2 separate regions of the Anas platyrhynchos genome follow, and region 2 is linked to region 1. Evidence: chromatin contacts called from public Hi-C data. All regions are on one chromosome and are shown on one strand. Each heading gives the region's core, a stretch centred on a gene start, on an enhancer-like site or on the middle of the called end of the contact. The rest is flanking DNA. Distances are from core to core; before and after follow the strand shown.

The links. A called contact is a pair of places that touch in the nucleus more often than the background predicts.
Region 2: a Hi-C map of liver shows a contact between it and region 1, with 3 times the contacts expected there. The contact joins two enhancer-like sites. A contact is called at or near these places in 2 of 8 Hi-C or Micro-C datasets (liver and subcutaneous adipose tissue).

The regions. Positions count from the first base shown.
Region 1 is chr10:16,054,390-16,060,949 of IASCAAS_PekinDuck_T2T, forward strand. No RefSeq gene overlaps it. Among named protein-coding and RNA genes, the nearest start is that of STK26, 17 kb to the right of the region's middle. Within about 2 kb of position 4,067, at least 1 of the 8 cell types and tissues checked has an H3K27ac peak or open chromatin away from gene starts, as enhancers often do.
Region 2 is chr10:16,256,720-16,264,043 of IASCAAS_PekinDuck_T2T, forward strand. No RefSeq gene overlaps it. Among named protein-coding and RNA genes, the nearest start is that of MBNL3, 12 kb to the left of the region's middle. Within about 2 kb of position 6,007, at least 2 of the 8 cell types and tissues checked have an H3K27ac peak or open chromatin away from gene starts, as enhancers often do.

The DNA of each region.
Region 1 (6,560 bases), core at 2,817-5,316:
CCCTATTTTAATACATCATGTTAAATACAAAACAAATGATGTTTTCTGCATTTGGAATGTCTATAAAGATTAAACACTTTGTGATATTTTTAATTAATTTCAATTAAGGTATGACATAATTGAATAACTTTAAAGTAATGAGTAGATGGACACTGAGTTGTACACCAAGGTGTTGTGGTGTTTAATAGGTAGAAAGAACTATTCACAGTTTGGGTATTTCCGTTCTCTGGAAAATCTTCAATAAATTTAGTTCTGAATTGGCACTTGAAATGTTCAGAATTTCCATTGGAAGGGAAATGTTGGTTTATTTTTCATTTAAAAAAAAAAAAAAAAATCAGTGTTGGAGGGATTTTCCCCTCGCCCCAAGAAAGAGGAGGAGGTAGGTGACTTGAAGCCCAGGTACGGTCAGGGTGCAGCATAAACCTCCCTCCTGCTCCCCCCAGCACTGTGTTTGGCAGCTGCTGAGTGCCTGAGCTCCAGGAACAGACAGTCTGGTAAGAACAAGAGGTCTGTCAGGATTATTGAAGATTCATCATGGTGATTTCCAAATACTTTGGTTTTGCTCACTTGCTTTATGCTGAAACTATTCTATTGGAACAATCCCAAGCGGTTGTGCTGTCAGCTGTAGAAATGTAGCTTCTAGACAAAAATTAAAATCCAAATGCAAAACCAGATTAAGATCATTCTATTTGGACGAGTTTCCTACTAGCTACGTTGAATCATGGTGAAAAGTAAGTGACTGAAGATCACTTTGATGTAAATAAATCCACACTCTCACCACAGCAAAGCAATATCAGTTTGGGTGGGAGGGAAAGGGAGAGTAAAACTTTCTTTTGGGTCCGGAAACGGTGCCTCAGGTTTGCAGCGTGTGAGAGCTTGAAAGCCTGTTGATTACTTCTAGGTCTTTTCTCTTTCCTCCACTTACGTTGTTAGGCTAATGAATTAATTTCTCTTTGCTTGTAAACCTTGCATATTTATCATTAAAGTATCTCAACAACAGCTCTGATGTAGCTATTTCTAAGTAGTGCTCTTAAGGTAATAAGTCAGCAGTGGAAGTTGATCACTGCTGTCACTGCAGAGCTGTAAACCAGCCAGTGTATTCTAGTAATACTCCCTGCTCCTTGTTTTGCTTTTGCCAAAGTACTGAAATTATTTTGATGACTCTTGCACAAAGCATCTACAAAAAGACACTTTCCAGCCAAACAGTATTTCAAGTAATCATACGCTTAGCTTATTACATTGATGTTTTGCTTAACTTGCATTACATTCTAAACTGGTCTTGGCTAAAAGCATGAGACAGAAAGTGGACACAAAGAAGCTCATTAAACTCAGACAGTATCACTTTCTGGAACACAGACAGAGTGTAATAAGCTAAATTGAAATTTAGGGGCAACTTGAACCCAGAGTTAAACTAATGTCTTGTATTAAAAGTAGTGCTGGCCCTACACCTTCTGTGATATGAAAACAACAAAACAAACACCTGAACATGTGCTTCATTCTAAAAAACCAACTAACTGATGTGTGCAATGGGCATCTTTTCCTATTGATCTAATCAAAGACCAATTAGATCACATGCTATCAGCTATAGCTGTCTTAGACCTCATTGCCTGTATACAGAGCAATTCTGTAACGTATGAATTACAAAAAGCCAGTGCTTCCTTAAAGCACTTAAGTATGTCATTACCACCTCTCTCTGACCTGTTTTAATGAAGCAAGTTCAAACAAATACCATTGATTTTTGGCAATGGCAGTGGAAGCACTGAAATTAATTCGTATTTATCTATTTTGCCTGTTGGAACCTTTCTTACTCCTACACGTCAAAGCCTCTTAGCCTCACTAGTTTCCTTCCTTTACACAAAATGTCAGCGTAGAAGCTTTGAAAATGCCAGCTAGGTACTTTTCTGAAAAGGTATGAAACTGTTCAGCCCTTCAAATGTCAAGGTGTCAGCTACAGGGAACATTATTCACGGTATAGCTATTTAGTTCTTAATTTACATCCTACCGTTTTCCGGGAGAATATTCAAATGTAGATAACCCTGACTACATTGGCAACTACTAAGGCAGAACCATTAGCTAACATTTTTCAAGAGCTGATTTTCATATAGCTATTCCAGTGTGCACAAGACTTTGACTTGTTTTCCTAGGGGGAATAAAAGGCAGAAAAGCTGGTAACACACCCATCTGCATGTTGGACTTAAGGGGCTGTGTTTAAGCTTAGCTTAAAGCAAAAAACCTGCATCCTTGGAAAAACTGGCTCATTTTTATTAGGTGTGTAATATGTGTGGGGTATTTTTTGTTTACAGGAGTTACGTAAAATTATATTGATAAACCATTTATTAAAGCTTAGGTAGGGCTAGAGGAGGTCTCAGGACAACACCTGCTGTGTTCTTCTGTGCCAGAACTGAGCACTAATGGTGTCTGTTTGCCAAGCTTGTTTTTTTGTTGTTGTTGTTGTTGCTGTTGGTTGTTTTTATATATATATAAATAAAAATCTCATGAAGGAAGCTCCCAAATATTCTGTTCTACTGCTGTATTTGCCTTAATTAGAAAACTCCCTTAGTAACTGACCTAAATTAAATTTGCTGCAAACTAAGTTGATTTCTTGTTCTTTCTGCTATTGCCAGGGACCATGACTGTTCAGCAGCTGTTTTTGCACTCTGATATACTGCCTTGACTTCAGTCTCTATCTTCTGTTTTCTTTGAAAACAGCCCAAATCTTTCAAACTCATCTCCTAAATTATGTTTCTAAACATTTTGTCATTCTTACTGGTCTTCTCTATAGCTGTGTGTGTTGCTTTCTAAGCAAAACTGCATCATCCCCAGAACAGCAGAACACTTACCTTATTTGTCCATCAGTCCTTTCCCCAAGTATGTCCAGAATGAGTAGTTTTTCCTTCTTTTTGTGGCAATGAATTGTTATACAGTCAGTTTGTGGCTTTCTACAATTTTTGATCTTTTTAGCGATGCTGCTACCCTGTTAGTCACTTTTTTCTGCAAAATTGATTTCTTCTGCCTAAGAGGAATACTTTTAACAATTTTATTGAATTGCATTTTTGTCACTTATCTTTCTGTGCCATTTGGAAACTGTTGCAATCTTTTATACTCTAAGCGTGTCCCTGGACATCTTTCTAACCATTTCTCATTCAATATAATCCATGGAGTGCCATCTTTCACATGATTAAATTGTTTAAAATGCTGAAAAAAGCTGCTAACCTGGCAGATTCCTGTGAAATAGCAGCATTTGCTATCCTGCTGGGTGGTCAAGTGCTCTTTAAGAGTGTTTTGTTTTGTTTTGTTTTTAGCTAGCTGCTTGCCTATCTCAGTGATTAACTGTTATATTTCTTCAAGTTGATCATAAGGATGTTGCCCCACATATTTGGGCTATCAAATATAGATATATATGTGTGTGTGTGTGTGTGTGTGTGTGTGTGTGTGTGTGTGTGTTTTGGCACAAACTGTTGTTAATGGCTCATAAACAAGGCAAAGAAGGAATATAAAATTGTTTACTTTGTTCCAGGATTTCTCTCGGGATAAGAGTTGGATAACTGGATGAATAATTGCTTGGAGGCTTCCTTTCTGAAAACAAATATAATGTTTGTTCTTCAGTTTTTAGAGACTTCTCCTGTTTGCTGCAGGCATTGCCAGGATTTCAGGTGGCCTCAGTATTTAGGTCATTCTGCACTCAGGGACTAATATAGCCCTGCCCATCTGAAGACATCCACTTTATCTCAGTGTTCTCCAGCCTGTTCATCTGGATGTATGTTTATTTGCTTGTTAAAGTTAATGCACTTTGATTATAGATAACAGTTTTTGCGAGGACTAAAACAAAAGGAAAATCAAATGCACCAAGATTCACTGCAGCCAGCTCATTCTGATCCTTCTCGTTGGGCCATAAGCCTGTATTTCATCTTCCTTTAGCTTTTGGGGTATGCACAAGTTCTTTCCTTGTCTGCTTTGCCCTGTGTTAATCAGAATGCCTTTTAGCCCTGGGCTCTCATGCTGGCTGCTGCAGTACAGAGCGTGGTGAGGTGAAGGCTGGAGGGCAGAGGCAGGGAATGCTCAGAGGGAGCAAAGTGCATCAGATCTCCCTGAGATAGTGACCGCAAATTACAGCATACACAAAACAGGCTCTATTGCCAACTGCCTGCCAAGCCAGGCTTTTAGTTCTTGCTTTGCATCCTCGTTGCTCTACCAAATATGGTAGGAGGACAAGGTCTGGCAGCAGCACGCAGTGGCCCTGAGACTTAAACCAGGTCTCATACAGCTCTCCCCTGCTCCTGGTGCTCCCAAAGGTGTTTCAACATCTCTCCTGAATCACTCACTAGCTTATCTTCTTAACATGCCATGTATTTTTGCATGTTGGTCAATTGTAGATTTAAAAAAATATGTGGAAGTGGATGCAATGTGGATTTTTGCTCTGTTGTGTTCTAGAAGTAGAGCAAAAATGGGAAGCGTACTGTAAAAAAAAAAAAAAAAAAAAAAAAAAAAAGCAGCCAGAGAGCTTAGGGCTCTGTTACTTTCTTATCAAGTAATTATGTAAATAACAGGAGATTTTTGACTTGCCAATGCCCAACTTTGTGATGCTGATCTTTAAATGTTCTTATTTATAGCTGCCATCTTTTATTTTATCTGTATGTTGGGATGTTGTATAGCATCTTCTTAATGCACATGGGCTTGATAGTTTTTTTGTTCCCTTTAAGCAAAGTCACCCCGAGTTGCTAACTTTTTACAATAAGTGTGTGACACATGCAGATTTATGGATGCCAATAATAGTGGAATTAGAGTGAATGTCACTCTCCCAGAGTGACTGAGGTATATCTTATGCAACCCAGAGCTGACTCAGCTGGTGTACAGCTTTTCTTCCTCTTGAGGAAATGTAACACCCTGTCAGGGGTTGGGAAATGTAATTTTCTTTATTTTTTTAAGCAACTAGGAAGAGGAAGTATCTGAGAGCTTTGTCCCTAGTGCAGAGCAGTCCTCTGAGCTATTTTTCCTCCCACAGCCCCAAGGGGACACAACGCCGTCTGGTTCAGAGCAGAAGCATCAAAAGTGTCCCCAGCCATGGCAGCTGAGAAGTGGCCAAGGAGCCAGCACAGGCTGTGCTCCATGTGTCCCACGGCAGAGCACCCAGCCAGGGCAGGGGTGCTGGAGGCAGCCGGTCTCTGCTTTTGATTCTTCTGAGCATCTCCTGCCAGCACCCAGAGTGCTCTGCCCTGGGGCATGGCTGTTCCCAGCCTTTGGATTTTTCCTCCTGAGCATCAGTGTACAAAGGAGAAACTTTGCTCATGCAATGGGCACTAAGTGTCTTCCTGAATCATCTGGACTAGGACCATGATTCTTTATATTTAATTAATAGACATGGTAAAGCAAGGGTGTTTTCTAATAGTTTTGTAAGTGTGCTGCTGCTTATACTGTCCTTATACTACCTTTATCTCCTGACTTGTTAATTGTTTTTCTGCTTTTCTTCCTCTCTAGGTGATTGTTTTGGTCTAATCCCGGCAGGCAGCTCAGTACCACACACGCAGTGCTCACTCACTTTCCATAGGTGGGATGGGGGAGAGAATTGGAAAGGTAAAAGTGTGAGAACTCATGCGTTGAGATAAAGGCAGATTGCTAGATAAAGCAAAAGCTGCAGGTGCAAGCAAAGCAAAACAAGGAATTCATTTGCCACTTCCTGTCAGCAGGCAGGTGTTCAGCCACTTCCAGGAAAGCAGGGCTCATTGCATGGTTTGTTGGGAAGGCAAATGCCATTACTCCAGATGTTCCCCTCACCCTCCACCTCCCTCTGTTATTGCTGAGTGTTACTCCACATGGTGTGGGACATCCCTTTGGTCAGCCTGGGTCACCTGTCCTGGATGTGTCCCCTCACAGCTCCTGGTGCACCCTCAGCCTCCCTGCTGGCAGAGCAGCACAAGGAGCTGAAAAGTTCTTGGCTCTGTGTGAGCACTGCTCTGCAACAGCTAAGATATTGGTGTCCTATCACCATTCTTTTCATCTAAACACGGCATCATAAAAACTTCTACAAAGAAAGTTAACTCTATCCCAGCCAAAACTATGACAGTCAGATAAACAAAATAAGCTTGCAAAAGCAGCATTTCCTTCAGCACACAGAGCTCATCGTACCAAGGATAGTCTTGTTAGCAGATTCTCATACAGAGGCTCCTGCCACCCTTATAAATGAGTTGTGTGCGGCCTCTACAGGAACTGGCACACAATTGATGTTTTTATGCTGCTTAACTGTTACGTGAAGCCTCTGAGTGAGTGATAGAGAAAGAATTAAGAAGGAAGGTTGCCGTTGTGTTTAAGCTACAACTATACACTTTTCAGAGTATGTTTTGACTCCTGAGTAGCATGAGTAAAAACTCCCACTTTGCAAAGAGAGGGGGGAAAAAGAAAAAAAAAAAAAGCCTCTGTTTTAAAGGCTAAATCCAAATAACATGGTGCTTCTGGAGATGCACTATGCTAAACTTCTCAGAAACCAAGCTGACTGGTCTGGTTAGGACTGATATAAAACAGATACAGATGGGTCACACCATGCAATTTTTTTCCCCTCCTTTGGA
Region 2 (7,324 bases), core at 4,757-7,256, 200 kb after region 1:
TGCTACTCCTAGGCTGAACAGGAAACGTTGGTACGAGAGCCATAAAAAGCAGAGTTTCTACTTTTAGTTGCTGTGTCTTCCTGTAAAAAGCAGCTTCTGCCAGCCCTGCTGCCTTTTTTTCTAACTAAATTCACTGTAGTAGTGGGGAACAAAACACAGGAAACAACTCTGGCTCTCAGCACTGAGTTGGGGCTTGGGAGAGCCTGAATTACATCCAAGGAGGAGAAAAATTGTTTCCCAACAGTGCCCAGTGTGCAGGGAATCTCTAACAAACACCAGCCCTGGTGTGCCCCTCCAAACCACAGCATGGCCTCTGAACACAACTGGCTCTGTCTGCCCTGGAAACCTCTCCCTGCAGCTCAGGGCACCGGGAGGCACTGTGGTTGGTGTGCATATCCATTCCTGTTGGAATAAAGTCTCCATCTCTGACTTAAATAAACCTCCTTGGCTCTCTGATGGACTCACGATGTAGCTGATGCCGAGGGGAAATCTTTTTCCAAACGGGTCTCTGTTTCTTCCTCCAGCATCACCTGTCCAAGCACAAGCACAAGCACGTATCAGGCTTCCTCAGAAGCTAAAGGCTGCTCTAAATGTGATCCTGAGCCAGGCTGGTCAGTCCAGCCTGTGTAGTCCCCTCCGTATCAAAATACAGAGATGCTTTGTTTAAGTATTAGTCAGCTATTATTATTTTCTTTTTCTGATTTACAAAAGATGTTCAAATGTCTGTGGGAGAACAGGAGAGGTGGGGAGGATTGCAAAATGCCACACATTCCAGCAGGGCCGCTGCTCACACCATCAGGGCTCCAGACTTCTGGCCTCAAAAGGTAGCCTCGTGCTTACCCAGCTAGGTGAGCCCTGCATGAGCTGCTGTGTCTCCATGCAGCTGAAAAGCTGGAAACCCTTCCCCACTATTTAACTAATAAAACGCTGGGTGTCAGCTTTGCTCTTACAGACTGTTGCTACAGCTCCTTATCCGCAGTGACATGTCTTTTGGGGAGTCACATTGTCAGACCTGGAGCCCCTCTGAAAATTAACACAGCTGGGGGTCCAAAAAAGAAATAAAAGAAAAATGCATGGAGGTAAGTGGAAATAAATAAATTGGAGGTGTCTACTCTTTTCTGAAAATAATTGTGTTTGACGGGAGAAAACTTTTGTCCTATTTTTTGTTTTATCAGTGGAACAGCACTTGACAAGACCACTGCTCGGCTTTTCTTTTCCTGTCGTGCAGAGGGAAATATTTCTGCCTTAACAGAAGTGATGCTTCCTTACAGACAAAAAAGCAGCCCTTAACAGAGCTGCAGTACAGACAGCTCATCAAAGCTGCAACAAAGCTGCTGTTGTACTGTAACACAGCTAAGCAAACAGCCTGCTAACGTTATCATTCAGGCCTCACATATGCGGCACTGCAATGACCATTAATAACAGAATGGGCTAAATTCTCATACCTCTGCACAGATTTCAGCCTTGCTCTAGTAGTAGCCCCACTCTTTTCCCACAAAGCCATTGGTGAAAGCAGTCATTACAGAAATAGGGCCCTAGGAGCAGCCATATGACATGGCACAGAGCACTGAGGGTTTAACCTCCCCAAGGCTCCATCAGCGCATTGAGATTTTATCACCACTTCCTCGCATTTGCCCTGTGAGTAGGGAAAGGAGACTGCATTTCTGCCATCATACCATGGCCTTTACATACGAGCACCATCCAGCCAAGGAAACTCAGGGCCTGGGAGGTGGTTGGAAGGATGAAACTATCAGTCCCAGCATCTTCACATCAGACTCAAACATTTTAATAGGGTTCCGGGTGCCTTCAGATTGTCTTGCAGAGGGTGGTATGGTGTATCAAAGCATTTCCCGTGTGCATACAGCACGCTGGTGTGGAGCAGGAGCACAGCTAACCACAAAAAGGAGCAGGGAGCTTGGGCACGCTCAAAATACAACACTTTGATGCTGAGGAAACAAAAGGCTTTTTCCCAGCTAAAACTTTGACAAACATCAGCACAGTCAAATGGCACGCTTTGCTTCCAACAAAAGTGCTCCTGCAGCAGCCCCAAACAGCCACACTGGGGTGAAAAACTGCTGAAAGACCCCCAATTTTCCAAGGGAAGAGCGTGGGAACGGCTGGGGAGCAGGGCAGCGCTCGCAGCAGCCCGGGCATTGGTTTTTCCGTGGCTCCCTCTAGCGTGTACAGCCCGGAACGTGGTGAGACTCTCGCATTGAGCTGATGGACTGGATGCAATCTGAAATAGATTTAAAACAACGTATATTTTCAGAGAAAATGTTTGCTCCGGTAGAAACTCTACCATTTCGCACTGCAAAACAGCTACTGGGTCAGCACGGCTGACTGGCTGCATTTTGCATGCTCACAGAGTCTGATTTCCCATGGTTTTGAACCAAAAATTAAAAGGTCAGAAAGACTCTTCTGTAACAGCAGCTCTGGCCTATTTTTCACCTACCACTTTTTCATTTATTCATATCTTCCTCAGGGACTAATCTACCTATTAGAATAATAAGGTTATTTTCTGAGTCTAATCTAAGAAAATAAATTAAAAAGTCTAAACCTTCCATTAGATCTCAGAGAGACAGCATTTCTCGGTCAAGGAGAGCCAAGACACTCAGGGATATACGTCCAGCAAATAACATTTATTAATTATGCATATTCATACACACAGCCATGGACGGCAGGCAGCTTCCACAAGCAGGCTCATAGAAGGGTGCCTGCAAACTAATGTGTTAAGTAAATAGCTCTTCTATTGCTCTAAGTAGTCACGTAGTAAAGGAGCTCCCATTTCCAAGTATCCGTGGAGCAAAATAATAGAAAAGCTATTAAAATCCAGAGAAAGATAGATTGCATTATATTGCCTAAATTAAAGCCTAAATTGGTACGAATGTAAACATTAAGGTTCCTACTTTCCTCCAGTTCTGAATACCAAGCAGATCTTGGACAGCACATACAATATATCCCTTCAATAAATGTGTCTGTCTGTCCCCCCCCAATTTTTTTTAATCTTTGCATTTATTATGAGGTCAAAGGCATGACTATACTGGAAAGAGCAGATCCACTACAGCTTCAGGTAAATAATGTGCAAGGAACAGCTCACCCTCTGCACTCCATGCCAGCAATTGGCTGGAGGACCCCATGTCCTGTGCTCTGCATATGCCAGCTCAGCCTGCTTCCCTGGGGACCAAATGGGGCAGGGGAGCAAGTTGAGGCAATGAGCAAGTTGGGATATGATGAGATGTCTGCATGTCTCTGCTGCTTGGCATGTGAGGGGAGAATCTCAACACCTATATTTAATGTCATGATATCAAACCCACTGGCATTTGATCCAGAAATGCATCCAGAAGCATTTTGTTCTGGAAAAAACACCTTGTCCATCACCCCTCTCAAAGGCAGTACTGCCACGAGTCCTCTGCAGCGAGGACTGCTCCGTCCTGCTTCCAGCTTCCTCCTCCCACCCAGAGGGAGCCACTCAGCACCTCACTGTGGGCATCCGAGCTGAGAAAGAGCCACCCCACCGGCGTGATCCATGTCTCCAGCTGCCACATGTTTGAGGGTTTCATAGCTGGCTGCCAACTGATGAGCGAGGCCCCCGCTGAGCAAATCAAAATCTCGCAGAAAAGGAAAAAGGAAAAAAAAAAAAAAAAGGCTTGCAACCAAATCCTTTTGTTGAGCAAATCCGAGGTACATCCTGCTTAATTAGCAGTCCTGAGAATTAATCAATTAATCAGAGACATTTCCCAGGCTTTGAGCTCTGGAGCAGCATGCAAGCACAGGGGATGGCCAAGCCCCTGTGTGAGGTCTGCGAGGAAGATGAGCGTCCCAGGGTGAGAGATGGTGATGAAAGGCAGCCAGGGCTAGCTGCCCTCTGGGAGCAGCTTGCTCTCTCTAAAATAAAGGTGGCCATGCCAAAGGGAGCGTGAAACACACTGTTACTGGGGCAATGGGATCCACGGGAGGTGCAGAGTATCTGCCTACCTAATTTTAAAGAATTGGGTATTCCTTTTTCTGTAGGGCTGTGACGGAGAAGATTCAACTGCAATCCTCTATCCTGGCTAGGAACTGCTGGTAGCCAAGCATCTACAGGGATAGTTCAGGGAGAAAACCCTTGCTTTTCTCCCCAGGACAGTGAGAGCCATTGCCCCAGGGCTGACTCCCAGGGAGAGACAATAACACAGGGTGATGGATGCAGAAATATCTCATCTCATTAGAAAGCCAGCTTGAATGGAAAAGGCCCAGTGCAAGGAGAATCCACCCCATTAGCCACAAGCAACGTACTGGGGTAACTGGTGGGTGCCTGGACCCTTTGAGAGGCAGCCTCAAAGGGGCTGATCACCCCACTGAGCCCTCCCTGACAACACTGAAGCGAGTCCCAGAGCGTGACATGGCACGACATCGTGTGAACTGGCTCACCACAGCATCACACAGCCCACAAAGCCCTCCAGAGAGATGGGAAAGGTGCTAACACTGCTCCTTCTCAGCTGCCTGCAGGAATCGGCAGTGCTGGGGATGCAAATAGCAGTGCCAGCATGTCCTCCACCCACTGCTGCAGGGTGAAAGCTCATTTTAACAGCTGACCCTAAAGAAAAGGAGATTCACCTTGCTGCCCCCCTCCCGCCTTTCAGACGCCACGGAGAGGTTCTGCACCCACATTTTCAGGGAATGGAATCACCATCATTCAGCTGGTGCCAGCTGAAAGGTATTTCTTTAAAGGGAACTGAATGCACCGACCTATGCGTATTCAGAATGTGCATAAATATCCAGACCTTTTTTAAGAGCCTGTGACAAACCTTCTGGGTGGATGAGACGATTAGGTTGTCTCCACTGGCCTCTTGCACGTCGTGGGCTCCTGCTACGGTTCATCCAGTTGACTAACACTGAGTCCAACAACTCTGTCTGGCAGAAGCAGCTCTTGCAGAAAGGCAGCCAAGCTTCATCTGGAGACAATAAGAAAGTGAGAAGCCCCCGCTCTCCTCGGTGGCTTGATCCAGTAGTTAATCACCCCCACTTAGGAATCTGTGCATGAACCAGTAACGTGAAATTAATGATTTCTTTCATCTTCCTGCTTGGCAGCCTGCTTGAGCTGCTTGTTCTACTGACAGTAATGATTCAATAATCTGAAAAACATTGTACTTCATTTACAGTATTAACAGCTGAGTGTACAGATACAGAGATTTTATTTATCCTTAAGGAAAGGCTGTTCTGCAGTCTGCAGAAGGTGACAGAATGAGTCACCTTTAGATCTTAATTTCAAATGTTGCCTCTGCAGTTTTGGGTTTGCATTTCAGCTTTGTACAGAAGAGACAGAAAAGCAGCCAGGTCAAACAGGCTCGTCCGGGGGTTAGGACGCAGGGCACAGTTTGCCAGGTTTAGCAAAGAATGAGAAGGCAGTGATGTGGGGCCCCGATCCCCCTGTTTTACAGCTTGTGGGTTGCACAGTACCAGGACTGTAGCAACATCTCCTCCACCTCTCAGATGGCTTGGGAACACACTGCCCTAAAAGTGTGTTTAGCAAGTGACATTCTGCTCCACAGCTGAATGTTTCTGGGGGAAATGTGAGAGTCAGCTGCTTCATTTCAGATTTTCCTCTCCCCATCCAAAATATGACCCCCTGTTTACAGAAAATCAATGCAGCAAAAGCAGATAATGCCACCCCTCTGCCCTGCAATGGGGAAAAGAGAGATCATCTTTGACAAATGCAGAGGGCCACAAAAAGTGCACTGCCTTAAAGAGCCATCAAAGTAATTTTAAAATCAATGTGATGCTTGATAAAGAGCCAGCACGACTCCCTCCAGATGGGCAGTGACATCCTGAAAGGCCTTGGGAGGGAGTTAAAATTCTGCAGGCAGCACTTTGCACACACAGCAGCCGATGCAGCATTCTGTCATCCACAAAAAAAAAAAAAAGGAAAGAAAGAAAAAAAAAAAAAGTGCATTGCAATGGCGTGACCGGGCGGTGCAGGGAAGCGTGCACCACGGTGCGTGAGTCAGCAGCGGCCGCGGGCCCTGCGAGATGCAGGCTCTGCATGGAGCCAGCCCTGCAAGCGCGTGCCTCCAGCACAGCCGCTGCACTCTGAAGGGCACCGAGGAAGCCAGCCAGCGTTAATTTTAATTCGTGCTCTCTCCATGACCGAGCTCTAGGGCACGGGGTGGGAGGGAGCAGCCCTGTTCTTGCTACTGCAAAATCTGTGACCGTTTGGGAAACTGCTTTGGCAAAGTGTGCTTCTTCTGCCTGGTCTGGCAATGGGAGGCGAGGTGCGTGCCGAATAGGGCCTGGCAGCTGGCTTATTATTTTGGCAGAGCCCATTGCGGTGTGGCCTCCCGGGGCAGGATCTCAGCACGGGCTGAGCCACGGCTGTGCCCCAGCTCTCCACTGTTTGTCTCAGCAATGAGCACCCAGGTGCGGTATCCCAGTTTAGACACCCACCGAGGGCAGAACAAACACCGTACCTGCATGCAGGGACGCCTGGCAGCACGCGGCACCGCCTGGGTCACCTCCACCTGTGGGTCCTCCACGTGGAAATTCAGAGTGGGACGTACAGGGCCTGAGGCTCTGTGATATCCTTCCTGTTATTCTCTTACATTTTTACAGAATAATTTTTTTCCGTATTTTAAAAAATCAGTGTATGGCTGTTTTTATTCACAATTATTGGAATTCACATTCCAACTCAGGATATTCTATGATTCTATGATAATTCATTACTCCCAATAAGCACCCATTTTTTTTATATATATGTAAATAAACAATGCAGCCCCATTAATTCTGCACAGCATCACATTCAGCTCTACAATTTTTAATTACAGGTGAAATACCAGCTTTTGCAGCCTCCCAACCTCCTCTCTCCACTTCCTGGAGAGGATGAACTACGTTCAGACCCACTCCAGACCCCCTCTTCTCTCCACCCCTTTCAGCTCCCCAGCAAGAAAAGATCCTGGGGCCAGCACCATCAGCCTGAGCTGCAGAGCAGCAGAAAGGAGCTGCACAACCCCCTGCTTGAGGCATGACCAGTGATTTACAGCATTGCTGCTTCTTTCTGACCAGACCATAGCTGCGTGTATGCCATGAGCCCATCCTGCTTCCCATCTCTAGGGAGGATGAGGGATTTTGCCAAGCAAGTGGTGCCCTGGCACTGATGCCTGTGCCGGGCAGACGGGTGCTCTGGCTGCAGCCCTGGCCCCCACAGAACCCAAATCCAGCCGCACTCCCTCTCCCTCCCTCCTCCTGTGCAGCTCTCTGTGCAGTGCACCAGGTGGTTTCCACCATGGGGAGGTCACTGCTGCTTGTGAATCCCCCGTGTGAACAATTTTGAAATAAAACACCCTTTTCC